Regions from separate parts of the Sus scrofa genome. Here region 1 is linked to region 2. Evidence: chromatin contacts called from public HiChIP or PLAC-seq data. All regions are on one chromosome and are shown on one strand. The core of a region is the stretch at or near the end of the contact, and the rest is flanking DNA. Distances in the headings are between cores, read along the strand shown.

Region 1 (6,242 bases), core at 1,095-3,594, 57 kb after region 2:
AAATAGTGGGAAATAGGACGACATCCCAGAGGGGGTGTGGCACCGGACAGTGTGAGTCGTGACGGCTAAGTAGGGGTTTCCCAAGAGGTGGTAAGGGGGAGAGACAGTCTAGGCTAAGAGCCTGTGTGTGGCATCTGCCAGGATCAGCCAAAAGGCCTTCATGATTTAGAGCGTGCCGGGAGGCATGGGAAAGAAGGGACCGGGTGAGAAATGAGAGAAAAGATCTGGGCTTGATCACATTCAACCAGCAGCACAGGAGATGATTTTAGGCAAAACAAGGTCATGACATTGAATGACAGAAAACAAGTTTTTTTTTCCCCCTCCCTATTTTCTTTCAATCTTTAAAATATAGAAAAGAAAATCTCAGTTTAGTGCCTCCCATAGCTTTAACATTGCTCTTTTTTTGGGAGTTCCCTTTGTGGCTCAGTGGTTAACGAACCTGGCTAGGATCCATGAGGATGAGGGTTCGCTCCCTGGCCCCGTTCAGTGGGTTAAGGATCCGGTGTTGCCGTGAGCTGTGGTGTAGGTCACAGACATGGCTCGGATCTCGCATTGCTGTGGCTATGGCGTAGGCTGGCAGCTGTAGCTCTGATTCGGCCCCTAGCCTGGGAGCCTCCGTATGCCACCAGTGAGACCCTAAAAACAAAGAACAAAAAAAATTGCTCTTTTTTAAAGGAGGAGAGTGGAGGCTTTAGTCTCAGACTGGAGTATTTTTGCTAGAATTTTTAAGCTTGCTTTTTAAAATTTAAATTTGTTTTTATGAATAATTTCTTTTTAAGGTAATTAGTCCTGATTATCGTTATTCTATAAAGATTCCTTTAAGAAGTAACAATTCATATCGCTCCTACATTTACAGTGTGCAGGGTATTTTGTTGTTATTTTGGCCGTGCCTTTGGCATACGGAAGTTCCCAGATCAGGGATCTAACCTGAGCCACGAGAGTGACATCGCTAAGTCCTTAACTGGTAGGCCACCAGGGAACTCCTAAAGATTCCTTTTAAAATAAGTAAAACAAAATGGGAGGGGCGAGGAGAGAAAACGAAGAAACAGAGGACAGGTGGTAAATGACTCTGGGAAAGCGTATGAAGATGGTTTGCAGAGCACTGAGGCTCAGGAAATGCTACTGTAGACAACAGGGAGTCATGGAAGATTTCTGAGAGGAAAGGCATGATCAGAAACAGGGTAAAAGATCAGGTGGCAGAGAAAAGGAGAGTCTGGAGGGGGAATTGTGGCAGCAAGAAGGTTGTCTGTAAGCAGCATCTACTTACCCAGATGGCATCTGACCCGGGCATTGGTGGGCCCACAGCGGCCCTCAAGCCGGGCCCCAGGCAGGAGGACAGAAAAGCCAGCATTGCCGAAGGTGTTGGCACTCATAAAGCTTCGCAGCCCCCTCAGTGCCCGATAGGCCCCAGGGCACCGGCGGCAGTTGCTGGGTTGGCACCGGCCTGCTTGGTACAGCAGGAGCTGGTAGCACCCAGGGGCCAGTGGTGGGGACCAGCCCCGAGGCAGAGGGGTAGTCCCTGAGAAGTCCCAGCTCACAGCCCCAAAGTCCCGCAAAATGGCAGGGAAGCTGCTCTCCAGGAGCTCCACGTCATGCCGCTGGGCATCCCGTGGCACAAAGGGGCTGAGGGCAGGTCTGGCAGGAAAAGCAGGCCTGGGCGCTGAATGCCCAGGACCCCTGGCCCTCCCCCAGGGCCTGGGCCCCCCTGAGCCGCCCGCCTCACCCTACCCATCCCAGCCCAAGAGTAGCGCCTGGCGTAGGCCCGAAGGCGACGGCTCACTAGGCCTTCTGTCCTGTGTCCTTCCCCAGACTCCCCAGAGCTCCCTGGGCTTGGCCTGCCACCTTCAGAGCACCCCCCAGGCCCACCACTGCCAGCCCTAGCCTGACTCCCAGCCTCCAGGGCCTGCAAGTCTTGGGAGCCCAGGCGGTAGCAGTACCAGAGAAACAGGGAAGTGAGGGCGCCAAGGAGCAGGGTGAGGGCAGAGGAGGCCAGAGGCAGTGGCCATGTGGGCATGAGGGGCAGAGAGGCCCTGGCCAAGAGACCTGGGGCATCTTCCAGACCCCAGTTCCCCTGTCCCCCCAGTTCTCCACCGGTTCCCTCCACGGCTGCTCCCTGGTGACCCGCTAGGCTGTTTCCCTTCCACATTCCCACCTGCTTCTCTCTCCTTCTGAGGGCCTCTCTCCACCTTGTAGCTCCCTCTTTCTCCCTTCCTTCATGTACCCCTTAACCCTCCTTCCCTTTCTCTCTGTCCTCGCCCCTCCTATCTCTTCCTTCTCCTTCCAACTCTTTCCTCTTTCTCTTTTGCCCCTTTTCTCCTCTACTTTCTCCTCCCAGTAGTTTCCTCTCTCTCCCTCAGTCTCCTTTCTCCACTGTCTCCCCCTCTCTTCTCTCCTCCCTCTACCCCCCCCACCTATCTCTTCGCTTTATCCTTCCCTCCCCCTCCCCCTTGCCTTCTAGCTCCCCTAGACTGCAGTTCCTACCCCACCTGGACCCGCAGCCCCGGGAACCCGCAACCAGCCGTCGGGAACCCGCAACCAGCCGTCCTCCGCAGCGACTTCTCTCTCTCCTTCCAACCCCCTCTCCTTCTTGCCCTTGCTTCTCACTCGACCCGACCCGCGGGTTCTCTCTCTCTCTCCCTCTCCCTCTCCCTCGCTCGCTCTCTCTCCTACTCGCTCCTTCCTTGGCTCCCACTCACCCTGACGTCACCCCTCCCCACAGTCCTCTCAGCTTAGCTACCCCCGCCCTCGCCCAGTGGCCGCGGCAACTCAGCCGGGTTGAAGGCGGGGGGTGGGGTGGTCTCCGGATTTGCCTCCCCCGGCCCGGACCGGGTGCCACGTGGGGTTCAGGGGGCACAACGCCAACCTCCAGCGCCCCGCAATGCGAAAAAGGGGCGGGGCTGGTGGAGGGGCGGGGCAATCTAAGGGGCGGGGCAAGCGCGCCGACCGATGGACGAGGCTGGCGGTCTCAGACTGCAGACGGGGGACACTGCGGCCTGTCCGTGGGTCAGCCGATCCCTCGACCAGTCGGCCTGTGATTCCACCTCCCCCTTCGCCTTCACAAAGCCAGCCCCGGGAGGGAGCCTGATAGATAATGAAGGCGGCTTCAGCCAATCGCCTACTGCGCCGGGCTCCAGGCGCGCTCAGGCGGGCCGAGAAGAGCTGTCCGCTCTTGTGGTGCTGAAAAGGGTGCTCCAGAGGCCCTGAGATGAGACCAGGAGGAAAAAAAAAAAAAAAAAATCAAAGTTGAAGCCACCAGGCGGCTGGCTGGGGTCGTGTTGTACGTTAGAAGAGGGGTCTTCCCTCCCCAGATCCCAGCCTGTCACCCCTTAGGTTTCTCACAAACGTAGGAACTTGCCATTCTTCTGGAGGAGGGGAAAACCCATTCCACATGAGCTTCTGTGAAAGCCACGTCCCATGGAGTGGGCCGGGGGCATACTGGGGGGCTGAGCAGGCGCGAACCCAGCTATGCTGTCCCTCGGTACCCTGTGAAGAGAAGACTCAGATTCCAAATGTGCTGGAATGGCTGGGGGAGGGGTATAATTACTGCTGGAACCAGAGTTTCCTTTCCCTCCCCTAGGGGCCGCGGGAGTGAGGATTACGACCCTGGCTCTAGTGGTCCCTCCTTCTTCCATCTGCACTTCCTCCCCCTCCTCCTCCCCCACCGCCCCCAAATAAATCCCAGGCCCCTCCCTTCGCCCGTCCCCAGGATCTGACGTGGGCACGACACCTTTCTCAGCTTCTCCCTCCCGCAGCTCCAGTGCCCAAGCCTCGGCTTTCCAGGTTCTGCAACCCCCTCCCCTCCCCGCCAAGCCTCACTTGAGCACAGTAGGGACCCTTCCTATACTCGACCCCACCCTAGGTCCCCGGAAGCTGTTTTGCCTTTCCCCACTCCCCCAGCTTAGAATCCAGCCAGCCCAGCGGACCCAAGCGCTCGATCAAGAGGACCCAGGCGACCCGGCTCCTTCGCCCTTCCCGGCCCCACCCCCTGCAGCCAGAGCCGCGCCCCCTCTCCTACAGACCCGAGAGCTGAGGACAGAGGAGACTGGGCAAAGAGGGGAGGGCTCCAAGCCCAGCCAGCTCTGCCCCTTCGTTCCAAGGGGCAGAGAAATTGTCTTCCTTGCTAACTGCTGGGGGGGGGGGGGAAATTAATAGGAAAGATAAAAGGAGACCGACGAAAGGTGACAGTTGGATTATTTAGGAGAGGCACGGAAGAGAGAAATCGGTGTGAGTCGCCATGGGGACTCCCAGGGCCCAGCATCCACCGCCTCCCCAGCTGCTGTTCCTATTTCTGCTGAGCTGTCCCTGGATTCAGGGTAAGGACATTGATGCATGGGGGTGGGCCCCGAGAAGGCCCCCAGCACGGTCCCCTACCTTCCTTTCTCTGAACATCCTGTGCCTTTTGAGCTCCTGGGGGAGGGGAGGGGCACAGCCATCGCGGAAGGGGCCAGCCGAGGCTTTCCTCTTGTGCCTGGAGCTCCTAACCTCCTATATTGAGGAGGTGGGAAAATGACTGACAGGAGTTTTTAGCCGAGTCTCAGGCATTCAATTCAGAAAAAGGGGCTGGGAAAGTTGGGGGGGGGTGTCTGCGGAGGCAGCAGAAGCAGGCAGGGTAGCTGGGTGGGAGATAGAGGTGTGGGAAAGATGCCAGGCACTGCACATACAAATGTTCTTGGATGTGTGGACAAAGACAGATGAACAGAGGCAATGCTCAGAGGCCAGATATTCAGTCCCCCACTCTGACCCCCCAGCAAGACTCCAGGGAAGGGGACAGAGACTGCAGAGAAGGAAAGGGAGGGAGGACTGGAGGGTGAGAGGAAGGAAGAAAGAGAGAGAGAGAGAAACCACACTGCAGGGACAGAAACCCAAAGAGAAAGCTGGGCACTGCGGAAGCAAGGGTTGGGAGGTGCTGCTAGACCCTCTGCGGAGCCCCAGGGTTGCGGGGAGAGCACCAGTGAGAGGAGAATGCGGGCAGCACCCTGCCTCTTCTCCACCCTGCTGACGTTAGCCAAGGTTCCTCAGAGCTGAGGTGCTCACCGAAGGCCCACTCAGCCTGGGGGAGAAGGGAGAGAGGAAGGTGTAGGAGTGTGATGGGCAGCTGGGAGCCCCTCCTCCAGTCTTGGCTCTCAGCCCAGCCTGGGACCCTCTGAGCTCCTGCAGGCCCAGCTGACTGAGGAGGGAGGAAGAGCTCTGGAAAAGATCTTTCTGGAGAAGGAAGGAGTGTGGGGCAGTGAAAGAGCTCACACAACTTCATCTCCTAGGTCTGCCCCTGAAGGAAGAGGAGGCACTGCTGGAGCCTGGAAGCGAGACCCCCACAGTAGCCTCTGAGGCCTTGGCGGAGCTGCTCCACGGGGCCCTGCTGAGGAGGGGTCCAGAGATGGGCTACCTGCCCGGTAAGGCCCCCAGAGTGACAGCAGTAACGTAGAAGCAGAGGGAGAAATGTTATCTCCGGGAGATGGGGAGCCAGGCCAGTGAAATTCAGAGGGAGACAGAGAGAGATGGTTTGAGAGAATCAAAACTGGGTATAGACAGTCAGAGAACCAGAGAATTTGAGATAGCATGATCAAGAGACAGAGCCAGAGAGAAAAAAACAGACCATCAGAAAGACGGATGGAAACTCAGAGAACCAGAATCAGAAATAGAGTAGAACGGAGACACAGAAAGAGAGAGAAATGCAGAGACAGTACATCTAGAATCACAGAAGCAGAGAGCCGTAAGAATACTAAACAGAGAGAGGAGTTCAGAGAGCGCATGAGAGAAAGACGAGGGAGAGAAAGGGGTAACCAGGAGAGGGAGCCAGATCTGCATGGGGAGACCAGGCTCCGTCAGAATGGAAAGGTCTGGCCGGAGACGCTGGGAGGGGAAGAGAAGCTGCAGGGCGGGGAGCGGGTTGGGCTGTGGAGCCTTGGGAGGAAGTGGGGCGTTAGGATGGGGAAGGGAGAGGGCGGGGGCTGCGCCTGGTGCGGGGGAGGTCTTTTGGGTTCAGTGGGGGAACTCCCAGGTGCCCTCGGCCCTGCTCCCCAGCCAAGGCCCACCAATTTGCTCCTCCTGTTCCCTGACTTCCGTTGCACTATCCCAGGATCTGATCCAGACCCCACACTAGCCACCCCTCCAGCCGGCCAGACTCTTGCCGCACCCTCGCTGCCACGGGCCACTGAGCCAGGCACAGGGCCTCTGACTACAGCCGTAACCCCTAAGGGGGGCAGGGGAGCAGGCCCCACCGCGCCGGAGCTGCTGACCCCGCC
Region 2 (6,145 bases), core at 1,737-4,236:
AGACTACTGTGCCCTTGGGGAGAGCTCCTAGAGCATCTAGCCAGAAATGTGCTGAAAACTCCAGCAGTACTTCACAGCCAAGACCCCCAAGGGGATTCCAGGCCAGGCTCCTGGCTAAGTACTTGTTGGAATTTAGGCACAAAAGAGTTTTCAGCAGAGCTGGACTCCCAGGGCAGAGTTCTAGCTCCTTAAAAGCACCTAACAATTTAGCATGTAATTATATTCTGTTGTGCATTGTTTCCTGTTGTGTTGTTAATTTTGTCTTCTCAGCCCAACTGGAAGCTGGAGGGCACGGAGCAAGCCTCACTCTCTGGTGGGCCCCCAGGGTGCAGAGGGCTCAGAATAGCCTGAGATTGATTGATTGCCCTGAGCCCAGCCCTAAGCAGCTCTCAGCTCCTCAAAGCAGGCCCCTTTCTCCATTCTCCTGCCAGCAACCCTGCTAAGCACCCCTCACCCCCACCACACACCCACACACAAAGGCAGGTGCTCACAACTTGCCAAAGGAATCTTCTTGACCTCTTTATCAGCACCCAGCCAAGAATGCCAACCCAGGACCCCAGAGCGCATGTAAGGGATGCCAGTGAAACATCACACAGGGCCTCTGCATCAAATAACAAACATATGAGTGGTTACCAAGGTCTGTGCTAAATCATAACCACCTTCTAAAATGGACAATGTTATCTCCACTCTACAGATGAGGAAACCCAAGTCTGTCGGTCCTAAGCTACACTACCAGCGCATATCATCCACAAAGTACAGCAACAGGGCTCTGAGTAAGTTCCTTACACTTGGTCTTCTCATCAGTAAAACGGATGACAGTGTGGGGCTGTTGTGAATTTTTTAATGAGATCTCATACTTGGGAGGAACACCATGCAGACACTCAGTATACGGATTTTTCTCTCTGCTTCCAGAGTCACCCAACAAGGCTCTAATGCTTTGGGGATCATCCTACCCTACCTACCTACAGCTCGGCTTTAACTGTTAAAGAGACACCACTGTCATTTGTCAGAAGAGGCAGCCCTCTCAGGAACCCAGGCCAAAGACTGGGATCAGGGTAAAAGATGAAGGTCACAGTAGAGAGAAAAATCCATGAAGCAAAAGGCAGAAGCCAGAACTTCCCATCAGGACAAGCTCCTGAGAATAGCCCTCAAGTAGCTCCTCTCTCTTCCATTCTTAAATCTCACCCCAACTCATTCTCCTCTGCACCCCTGGCTAACCCCAAGCACAGAACAAAAGAGATAACGAGAGACGGGTATGGCGCAGAGGGGGCAAGACTTGATCAAGGGCTTGGGTTCCAATTCTGATTCTGCCACTGTGTGACCTTGGGCAACCTCTCTGGGCCTTAATGTTCTCAACTGTAAAATGGGAAGACAGCAATCAATGAGCCCCTCACCAGATGAATGGAGGGGAAGAGGTCACATGAGAGAAGAGATATAAAGCACTTTGGAAATAAATTGCCAGACAAATGGGCTCACTTCTACCATCACAGCAAGAGGTTGGAAGGTAACAATAGGCTGGGGGGAAATATTGCCAGGTACCCCCAGATACAAATGCACTCACACACTTCCTTGAAAGGACAAGAAACCCAACCAGACCATGCCTGAAAAACAGATAAACAGACCCACCACAGGGATCAGAGGCATGGGAATCAACAACCCAGAGCAGTAAGGAAAGAGGGTTACAATCATGGAGAAGGGGTAGCAGTGAGGGGCAAAGTGAACAGAGAGACCAGAAGGGCACAAACCCATCCGATTAGCTCAAGCACCCTAGGGTATGACCCCCGGTGACATCGGAGACCCTGTCACCTGAGGTCCCCCAGCAACCAGGCAATAATGAAGGGAAGAGGAAGGGAAAGAGGGTGGCAGCAAAAGGCAAGGCTAGTCAGAGGCTGACCACTGGCCCCGTTGGGCTTCCCCATCCTGAGGACAGGGCCTACCCAGGGCCAGCTTCCCAGAAAGAAGCACCCTTTCTTCTCAAGCTAGACACAGGGACCCGCGCCCCTGCACCCCGTGTCTCACCTGGTAGGGGTCACTATGGTGCCCCAGCGCCTCCGCCTCCTCCTGGGGTCCTCCAGCGGCTCTGCCAAGCAGGGAGAGGGGCAAGGAGACCTTTCCCCTTGCCACCTCTTCCTCGGCTTTCGCCCTTCCTGAGGGGCGGGCCCGGGAAGCCTCCCGTGGAGGGGAGGGGGTGACAACCTGATCTGACCTCGCGGTCCAGTCCTCCTCCTCCTCGAGGGCGACAGTTGCTGAATCCCGGATTTCTGATTGTGGGGTCTGAGCCCCAGATATTTGAACGGGGGGAGGCTGAATCTGATATCTGAACTAGTGGGGAATGAACCCCGGATACTGGTACACGCAGGATCCTGAACACCAGATATTTGAAATTCTATGAAACAGAGCCCCAGGTTTAGAGAGGTTGGGACCCGAGTCCCGGATATCTGAAATCTGAGGGGCTGATACCCGGATATTTGAGAAGCGTGGGGTCAAGCCCGGAAATTCGAGACCGAAGGGACTGAGCCCCAGGTCTTCGGCCACCGACAGGGGGCCTACCCCGAGGACGGTCGACCGCACGGCCCCTCTCACGCCGGGGTCCGAGGGTGACAGCCTCCACTCCCGCCCCGGCCTCCTCCCTTTCCCCTTCTCTCTCCCGAGGATAGCGGAAAGATTGTAGCTAAGGGCGGTCCCCGTGCCCTCTCTCCCTCTCCTCTTCTCAGTCTCAGCTTCTCTCCGCACCACAGCCCCGGTCTCGTCCCGGTCTCCCTCTCCCTCTTCCTCCCAATTCCAAGATGGAGACCGGGCGGGAGCGCGCAGGCGCGGTAGAGACGCCGGGCCAAGGGGGCGGGGCTCAGAAGGGAATAGTCCCGCCCCCTCCCCTTACCGCTGCGGCCGGGGAGCTGGGCAGTAACCCAGCCAGAGTGCGCGCGCGCCCCGCCACGCGGACCCCGGGTGGGAGGAGGCCGGGAGAAGGGCCAGTCTTGGAGGGGGAGGAGCCCAGCGCGCTGTCCGACAACTGGTGGTGGAAAGGGCTGCGGCGCATGCGCCCGCCCCGCCTTAGCGCTGAGCCCGAGCTTGTTGCTAGGGGAAGCTTTGAGGGGGCGCGGGTGGCAGGAAATAAGAAGCTGCGATCTGCGCCTGCGTGCAGGGTAGAGGTTGGGAGGGGTAAGGGAAGACTGCTGCTGGGCGCGGAAAAGGCGGGAAAACGGACTGTCCTGCTTAGTAACTATCCAGCCGGGACGTGGGCTACCAAGTTCGAGGAATCTTTGCTGGTAAAATTCTGTCATATTTCTTCATTGCAGCATGACGTGCACAAGGTCACACTGCACTTATGTCAAAGCATTTCCATGACCATACCCGAGAGCTGCAGTAACCTATGCCCTATACCGACCTGTATCCCAAACTAGAGAGTCAACAAGGAAAAATCCGCCAAAACCTCGCAAGCCCCTCTACCCTAAAACTCCCACCTTAATCCAATTCCCAATGAACACCCTGGGAAACGCTGGGCAAAAAAAAAAGCCTTTTATTTCCTCCCACATTCCAGCTCTCCACTTTTTGTAACATCTCTTCCAACTCCGAACGAAGACCCAAGAAGTTCACACCTGAAGAGAACAAAATAAAAAAACAGGGCAGGTCAGAGGACCCGTGGAGGAAGCTCTGGGATGGCTGTAGAAATTGAGGAAGGAGCAGAGGAAGTGACAACTAGAGATAGGTACAGGCACTTATGCCAACTGAGATGGCCTCAGGACCCCAGGATCTGCCAGGAGTCAGAAACTCTTCCTTTCCAGTCTGCTCAGATCTAAGAAAGGCTGAGAGGGATCCGCCTTTCTCCATCCCAGGTAGGTGGTCGCGGAATTCCTGTGGCACAGCAAGTTAAGGATCCCACTTTGTCACTGCAGCGGTGTGGGCCACTGATGTGGCATGGGTTTGATACCTGGGCCTGGGAACTTCCACAGGCCACAGGCAGAGCCCCCCCCCCCCAAAAAAAAAGGAAAAGGAAAAAGAAGAAAACTAGGTAAGTCTTGAGGGTCTAAATCCTTTCGTCAGAGCCATTCCCTGGGCCTGTGCTGTTTCTTCTTCTCTCGCAGTTATTTCCTAAGGCACAGCAGCCAGCAAGCTGAGAACAGTTTAGGAGCTGGGTGTACAATATATGACTCATTTTCAAATTATATGAGACTCACCTGAAAGGGTGAGATTTTTTTACAGGATATATATATATATATTTTAACCATAATGAGCTGACCCACTAACTAGTCCAATATGTCCCACACTCCCACTTTGGAAGATGTGTTCCCTCCAAAGACCCTGCTAGCAGAATCAACTTTATCTAAATGGAATGATGGCTAATGGAAAAAGAGAAGATGCATGTGAAGTCCTTGGGCACGTAGTATGTGCCCAGTAAATGGAATCATCAATCAATTCCTTTGAGCAGTTCAAAATGAATTTTACAAAATTTGCATCATAAAACAGGGTATCAGAATTTTAGGACAAATGCAAAACAAACATTAATTCATATCCAGAACATATCAAATTTGAACCCTCTTCATTCACCACTGATGCCAAAAAGCCTGGATGAGAACTACACCTATGGATGAATCTTAAAATCAGAATGTTTAACCAAAAGAAGTCAGTCACAAAAGAATATGAGTCCACCCATATAAGGCACAGAAATAAGTAAAGCCAAACCATATTGTTTAGGAATGGCTCTTTCTCAGTTAGAATTGCCACCCCCGCCCCATACCCTGTTCCCACAGGACTGAGGCAAAGAACCTTACCTGAGAACGAGACAGGAACTAGGCCAGTGCCCTCAGAGCCGGGTTCTAGACCAGTGGGACTCCCGGCGCGGGGGGAAGCACAGAGCAGTGAGACAGCAGAGAGGGCCACAGAAGAGAAGCAGGAACGAGCCCAAAACCAGCAGCCTGGAGCCACACAGAGCCAGCTCCTCCTAGGGGTGAGGACAGGGAGGGGAGGAGGAATGATGGAGAGGCACTGTAGAGAAACTTCCCTTGGAAAGACATCTTAGATACCCTAACCTAAGGGCTATAGAGAGAAGCCTCCATGGGGGAGAGGAGCAACTAAAAGGAAAATGTTATTTTTATACAGGCTAACATTTGTCTTTTTTTTTTTTTTTTTTTTGTCTTTTTTGTTGTTGTTGTTGCTATTTCTTGGGCCGCTCCCGCGGCATATGGAGGTTCCCAGGCTAGGGGTCTAATCGGAGCTGTTGACACCGGCCTACACCAGAGCCACAGCAACGCGGGATCCGAGCCGAGTCTGCAACCTACACCACAGCTCACGGCAACGCCGGATCGTTAACCCACTGAGCAAGGGCAGGGACCGAACCCGCAACCTCATGGTTCCTAGTCGGATTCGTTAACCACTGCGCCACGACAGGAACTCCACATTTGTCTCAATGGTTTACAGACTGCTTTATTGCCCAAGCATCAAACTGAACATTCATAATGACATCAGGAGATAGGAACGTGCACTTTTTTTTTTTTTTTGGTCTTTTGTCTTTTTAGGGCCACCCCTGCGGCATATGGAGGTCCTCAGGCTAAGGGGTCGAATCGCAGCTACAGCTACGCCACAGCCACAGCCACGCCAGATCCAGGTCCAGCATGCGACCTACACCACAGCCCGCGGCAATTCTGGATCCTTAACCCACTGAACAAGGCCAGGGATCGAACCTCTGCCCTCAGGGTTCCTAGTCAGGTTTGTTAACCACTAAGCCGCAATGGGAACTCCAGGGACGTTCACTATTGTCTGCATTTTAAGATGTTCAAGCAGAGCCGGTCTGGAAACCAAGAACTCTGATTCCAAGCTCCCAGGTCATGCTCTTCAGCAGGATCTTCGCCGATGTAAGGGAAGGGTATGCAGCTCCCTCCTAACCAGTCTCTCTCCTCCACTTAGCCAGTCTGCTCCACCAGTGGCTCCAGCGGCTCCCATGGCCTGAAGCATCAAGTCTAGCATCTCAGCCAGGCATCACGGAGCCTCAAGACCTGCTCCCTGTATCTCTTTCGCCTCTTCCCCTAAGGCACCCCTAAGCCTTCATCATGGAATGCCCCTGAAGACCGAACACTTTTCACTCCCTAGGCCTGTGCTCAGGTCAGTCCCTTTGCCTAGAACAGATCTCCCCCCATCTCCTGAACCCCCT

The links. HiChIP or PLAC-seq counts read pairs in DNA pulled down with a chosen protein or histone mark.
Region 1: an H3K27ac HiChIP or PLAC-seq map of alveolar macrophages shows a contact between it and region 2. The contact joins the promoter of ASPHD1 here to the promoter of TAOK2 in region 2. A contact is called at or near these places in 5 of 47 Hi-C or Micro-C datasets (alveolar macrophages, embryonic fibroblasts, epiblast stem cells and 1 more) and 1 of 2 datasets of contacts at active chromatin or transcription factors (alveolar macrophages).

Annotation. Positions count from the first base shown.
Region 1 is chr3:18,117,017-18,123,258 of Sscrofa11.1, reverse strand. It overlaps ASPHD1 (aspartate beta-hydroxylase domain-containing protein 1), which reads right to left and starts at 2,344. Exons shown (of 4, transcript XM_005655098.3): 1 at 1,630-2,344; 2 at 1,268-1,627. The coding sequence starts at 2,146. SEZ6L2 (seizure 6-like protein 2) reads left to right here and starts at 3,737. Exons shown (of 19, transcript XM_003354543.4): 1 at 3,737-4,313; 2 at 5,259-5,390; 3 at 6,077-6,242. The coding sequence starts at 4,235.
Region 2 is chr3:18,175,188-18,181,332 of Sscrofa11.1, reverse strand. It overlaps TAOK2 (serine/threonine-protein kinase TAO2), which reads right to left and starts at 2,986. Exons shown (of 18, transcript XR_002342897.1): 1 at 2,020-2,986. TMEM219 (insulin-like growth factor-binding protein 3 receptor) reads right to left here. Exons shown (of 7, transcript XM_021088010.1): 6 at 4,770-4,939; 7 at 3,499-3,596. The coding sequence ends at 4,802.